2 separate regions of the Oryctolagus cuniculus genome follow, and region 1 is linked to region 2. Evidence: chromatin contacts called from public Hi-C data. All regions are on one chromosome and are shown on one strand. The core of a region is the stretch at or near the end of the contact, and the rest is flanking DNA. Distances in the headings are between cores, read along the strand shown.

Region 1 (2,856 bases), core at 325-2,824, 150 kb after region 2:
TTATCGTCACTCAATGTAACAAAACAAAACAGGCATTCCCAAAGCCCCTATTGTACTCATGCCAAAAAACCAGACCTTAGTGTGGGTAGGGTAGGAAAAACTCTGAGAACAGAAAAATCAAGTTTCCTCTAACACGATTTGTTATTCGCTTTCCATCACTGCTCTTTTGTGGGGGCAAGTACAGAGAAAGACTTCCATGGATCTTCTATTGTTGCTTTTTGTCGAAGTCCTAAGGGTGAACACCTCCCCAATTAGTACTCAAATCTGGGACAATAAAACCTTGGACTCTCTTGACTAACAAAGACAACAACAAAAGCTTTTATCTGTCTGATAAATTATTAATCATTGCGATATATCTCCCTTGACATCAGTAAAGCCAGAAAAATCAATTTGTCGTAGTCCGGGGTGTGTTCCTGACCGATTTGCCTTGTCATGTAGGTCAAACTTGGATTTGATGCTCTGATAACCAGAATTGTAGAATGCAGTTGGATTTCTCCTGTGGAACACAGGTTTAATAGGAAGCCCTGGGAAGCAGGGAGTTCTGGGAGACCCTGCAGAGCCAGCCCCTGTACCTCCAGTGGGTGAGGCAGAAGAAATACCTCAGCCGGTGCCGCGGCACACTAGGCTAATCCTCTGCCTTGCGGCGCCAGCACACCGGGTTCTAGTCCCGGTCGGGGCGCCGGATTCTGTCCCGGTTGCCCCTCTTCCAGGCCAGCTCTCTGCTGTGGCCAGGGAGTGCAGTGGAGGATGGCCCAAGTGCTTGGGCCCTGCACCCCATGGGAGACCAGGAGAAGCACCTGGCTCCTGCCATCGGATCAATGTGGTGCACCAGCCGCGGTGGCCATTGGAGGTTGAACCAATGGCAAATAGGAAGACCTTTCTCTCTGTCTCTCTCTCTCACTGTCCACTCTGCCTGTCAAAAAAAAAAAAAAAAAAAAAAAAAAAAAAAAAAAAGAAATACCTCTAGGAAGCACTGAAGATCCACAGCAGCTGTCCCATTGTAGTTGTTCCAGTTGGGAAGGGAAATAGAAAGGAAGGTATCACATGCTTTGCACTTGCACTTCTGGACAGTTTTGCCACAGCAGTTGGTGAAAAATAAGATTTTTCCCCCAAGAGGGAATATCAGAATAGAAATAGTTGACAGAATAGTGTAGACTCCAGATGTTTTTGAGAGGGAGAGGGGAAAGGGGAAGAATGCTTGATCTATTTCTTGGAAAAAAAATAAAAGGCAGCAGGCAAGCACAGTTAAAAATAACCCTGAGCTGGGTTTTAATTTTTGCCTTGCTGCTTGCTGTTTTCTTGGATAGAAACCGGTCCTTGGGGCCAGCATTGTGTTACAGTGGGTTGAAGCACTCCTTGGCATGCAGTGTCCTGTACGGGAGTGCTGATTCAAGTTCCAGCTTCTCTGCTACTGACCCACAGTCTTGATAGTGCACCTGCGAAGTCCGTGGGTGATGCTCAAAGTGCTTGGGCTCCTTCCGTCCATGTAGGAGACCAGGGTGGAATTCCTGCCTCCTAGCACAGCCCTGTGTGTGGTGGGCATTCAGGGAATGAATCAGCAAATAGAAAATCTTGCTCTGTCTCTGTATCTCCCCCTCTCTCCCCCTCTCTAGCCATTTATTCTGCCTTTCAAATAAATAAGTGAATCTTAAAAAGCAAAAGAGAGAAAGACACCAGCGCTTGGAACAAATGGCCAGAGGAACATTAGCTGCTCCCTTTGAACACCAAGCCTTGTAAACAGCCCAGAGGTCAGGGTGTATCTCCAAGGTTGTGAGGGTCTTGCAGAGTGGACGCCACAGTCCCATCTGCATGTGTGCCTCCAAATGGCCCCTCAGCTGCTCCAGATATACAACTGTCTGAAGGTTTACCCCCCTGGATGCCCCCCGGGCGCAAATGGACGGTTGCTGAAGTGAGTCATTTTGTGTTTGCTCTGAGTAGCTCTGGGACATAGCTTCCTCTGAGTTTACCAGGCAGGCAGGGCAGGGAACTGCTGACAGCAAATCTAGGAAAAGACATAGCTTTCCCCGGGGCAGATTAGAGCAGTTGTCAGCACCTGATCTCTGTCTGTTGTCCCAGACGGACTCCACGGAGGACAGAGTTGGTTGTCAGACAGAGACTGGGTTCAGATCTGTGTCACTGCTTAGCAACTGCATCTTTGGGCAATTTACATGATTGTACATGTCTCGGTTTCCTCATCCATGAAACGTGCACTAGATGGATGTAAAGATTGGGTGAAATAATCTGGGACTCCCCACCCAAAGTATATTTCAGTTACTATTTGTTGAGTAACAAGCCACACACCAGTCTTTAGAATTCAGAGGTGTTGAATGGTATTCTGCTCATAGATTCTGTGGGTCAGGAGCTTGAAAAGGCACAAAGTGACAGCAACATCTCTCTGCTCCTCAGTGTCCAGGACTGTGGTCAGTGCTGGTGTCATGTGGGGGCGCCTCCAGTCTCTGTTCAAGAGCTGATGGCTGATGCTGGCTGTTGCCTGGGACCTCAGCTGGGCTTCTGTGGGCTGAATTGTGACCTTGTCTGAATTTTTATGTTGAAGTCCTAACGCCCAGCACCTCACAATGTGATAGGATCTTTCGAGAGGCGATGAAGTCATTGGTTAGCCCTAATGCAATAAAACTGGTATGCTCAGAAACATTCACACCTGCTGGAGGGTGAGAGGAATGACATGGGAAGGCTACCTACAACTCAAAGAGAGAGGTACTGGGAGGAACCAACTTCACAGACAGCTTGATCTCAAACTTCCAGCCTCCAGAATCATAGGAAAATAAGCTCTTGTTCTGTAAGCCAAGAGTCTGTGTGCCTTATTGTGGCAGCTCTAGAAGACAAATGCTGTGGGTC
Region 2 (2,811 bases), core at 258-2,757:
AATCTTTGTAAGATTTTTGTAAAATTTTGTTTTACAAGATTTTATTTGAAATTGTTTTTTGCAAGATTGTTATATTTCTGTATGAATGTATTTTTTATTGGAATAACATAAAAGAATTCTTATCAGCATCTTGAGTCTGGTTGTTTTTCTGGGGGAGGTGGGAGGGAGGATGTTGAAACAAATTCCTGTGGCATTAATCATCTTGGCTTCCTCCTGGAGATTTCCATTGTGCAACCCTAAGGGCCATTTGCCTATTTCAGTCCCTTCCTCTCTGCTCACCAGAGCCCGTCCTGGGACCTGCAGTGAGGAGCCTGACACACTCTCTCTGAACTGCCTCCAGTGTTCTCCAGAGATTGACAAAACCACAACGCAGCTTTGGGGCACAGGAGGAAAACACTTGCTGCGTTTTATCTTCCTGTCACTCCAGCCAGGGGAATGTATTACAGAGGCATCCGCACAATGACAAACCCCAGTGACTCCCTTTCACTTCCCACTTAGCCGCAGCCCTGCTCTGGCTAAGCAGTGAGAGCCGGACGTGCCTTCCCTCACCTGGCTCGGCCACACACCTGGCTGAGGAGTGTCTGGGAGGAGTGAGTGTGATCGCAGGCAGGAAAGCCTTTCCCATGCCCTTCCTCAACCTGTTCTTCGTTATCACCCAGCCTGTGCTATTAACACAGAAAGTAAAAGATCATAGCACCAGAGGATTTTTACATCTTCTAAAGGCCAATGGGATGCCTTAAGTCTACCATTTGAACATGAAATACACAGCTTTGTGTCTTTTAAGACTGTTCTAGTGGGTAGCTTTTGATGTCAGTCTCAGTCTTACATTACTGCGTGCATCAGCTTGGATTGATGCATCTTGCAGTCCATTTTCAGACTCTATTAGCCCGCTCAGTAGTGACAGGGTAAAATCAATGCGTGTTTCTGTGGGAATGAGCTCCGTTCATATCTTGACGGTAAGGGTGCCCTCTGTTTAAGGTGGCTTCAGCGCGCAATGCTCCCCATCCTACTAGATCTTCATTTGGGCAAACGTGGAGTTCTGTAATTGGGAAGAGACGGTTTAAAGGCATGCCCACATTAGGAGTTTTAGGTCGTTTTCTTTCGTTAACTATGGTAACAACACCACCAGTTTGGAAGGAGTTGTGGTGGGGCACGGTGCAGGGAGCAGATGACATTTTTGCCAGGATTCATGGGTGTGTGTGTTCCGAAGCACATGTCAAGATGACTAATAGTTGGATTGCCCTAACTGTACAGTCTAAATAAAGTCCTGATAATGCATTCTCAGCTACTATAAAGACTTGACCACTTTGTCATGCAAAGGCTATGCCGAACAGCTAAGTTATGTTCAAATAAGGCCGTTAACAGAACTGTCGCACAGGGAATGAGCTGCAAAACTAGATTATTTATAGAAGTCTAAAATATTTCAGTCCGCCTAACAAATTTTTTGAAAACTAACTAAAAGAAAGGAAATGTTCTAGCTCTAATGAGCTGTGTGCTTTCGGACAGCACGCTGAGCCACATGGGCCTCAGTTGGCTTCTTGCTAAAATAGTTTGGGCTAGGTCACACATGTCTAGCATTTTCTATAGCACTACAATTCTGTGGTCTCTGAGTACAGGGTGGACTTCAAATTACACACTCACTATCTTCAGGGTGCTTGGTTTAGATCTAGAAAGCTTTCTCGTGTGCTACAGGAGAAAGTATCATTGAAGAAAATTGTTCTAAAAAATGGAAAAAATATCCTCAGGTTGACCTTCTCCCTTCACAGTTAAGTTATGCGGGCATTTGGTGCTTTATGACACACCATTTGGAAAGTAAAGACAGCAAACATAACACAACTTCTTTGAAAGGTACTCTTGTAGCTGTAAGTGGATCCAAGGTTTTCTGCGTTTCCACAATTCACCAACCTCTTTCCATGTCGAAGTGGCTAGCCCCTCTCTGCTCAAAGAACAATGGAGACAGTTCAAGAGAAGCTTCTCGCTCTTATATTTTAATTGCTGTAGAGAGAGAACAGCTCTTATACATAATTCCCTTCTTATGTTTTAGTATTATGCCCCCTTAAGTTATTTTTTAATAATTCTCCTTTCCAAACTGAATTGTTCCCTGCACAAAGTTTGATGATTACAATGAAGATGTCGATATCTACTAAATGCCTTAATCAGGATTTGGGAGGCGATATGTCTTATGTACATATTGCTTGTAGTAATACGGTATACAGCAACTATAAAACCCATTTTGTGGATGAGGAAAGCTGAGGCTTTCAGTGGCTATATCATTTTCCCTTCACTCAGCTAGGAAGCAGCAGGATCAGTGTCTGGTACAAGCCTCTTGGATGCCAAAGATCACATTTTCCAATCAGCGTCCTACCCTGTTTTTTGTCTTGCCCAACCTCTCATGAGTATCTTCTGTTCAATCTGTAGGACTCATCCTACAATGATGTTTCATTTATGAGATGGAGACTGAGCTTTCTCACAATTCAGAAGCACTAAAGCCATAAACTGTGCTGTAATACTGAGAAAACAAAAGTAACCATTTTGAATTGCTTTCAAGATATGAGACAGATGGCACGTATTTATTTTTAATGTTTAAGAATACACAGAAAGCAATTGGGGATGTGACATACTGCATTAATTGGCAGGAATCACCTAATGTACATAGTTAAGATACAAAGAGAGGAAAATTAGGTCCATGCATCACGCAAATGAGGCAATACAACAAAGTGTATTTAACTAGATTTATTTTATAGCAAGGTCTTTCTGTTTCACTCTAAGTAATCTTAATGAGAATTCTCTGAACAAAGAAGAGAGCAAATC

What was found. A called contact is a pair of places that touch in the nucleus more often than the background predicts.
Region 1: a contact with region 2 is called in a Hi-C map of an unstated tissue, with 1.6 times the contacts expected there. The contact joins two enhancer-like sites. A contact is called at or near these places in 2 of 6 Hi-C or Micro-C datasets (ear pinna and an unstated tissue).

What each region holds. Positions count from the first base shown.
Region 1 is chr13:92,993,802-92,996,657 of mOryCun1.1, forward strand. LOC103352176 (a long non-coding RNA gene) reads right to left here. Exons shown (of 3, transcript XR_007914030.2): 3 at 968-2,856. Among named protein-coding and RNA genes, the nearest start is that of KLF6, 160 kb to the left of the region's middle. Within about 2 kb of position 1,575, at least 1 of the 8 cell types and tissues checked has an H3K27ac peak or open chromatin away from gene starts, as enhancers often do. A contact at or near this core is called in ear pinna, where this site is marked.
Region 2 is chr13:92,845,239-92,848,049 of mOryCun1.1, forward strand. KLF6 (KLF transcription factor 6) reads left to right here. Exons shown (of 4, transcript XM_002720810.5): 4 at 1-128. Among named protein-coding and RNA genes, the nearest start is that of KLF6, 10 kb to the left of the region's middle. Within about 2 kb of position 1,508, at least 4 of the 8 cell types and tissues checked have an H3K27ac peak or open chromatin away from gene starts, as enhancers often do. A contact at or near this core is called in ear pinna, where this site is marked.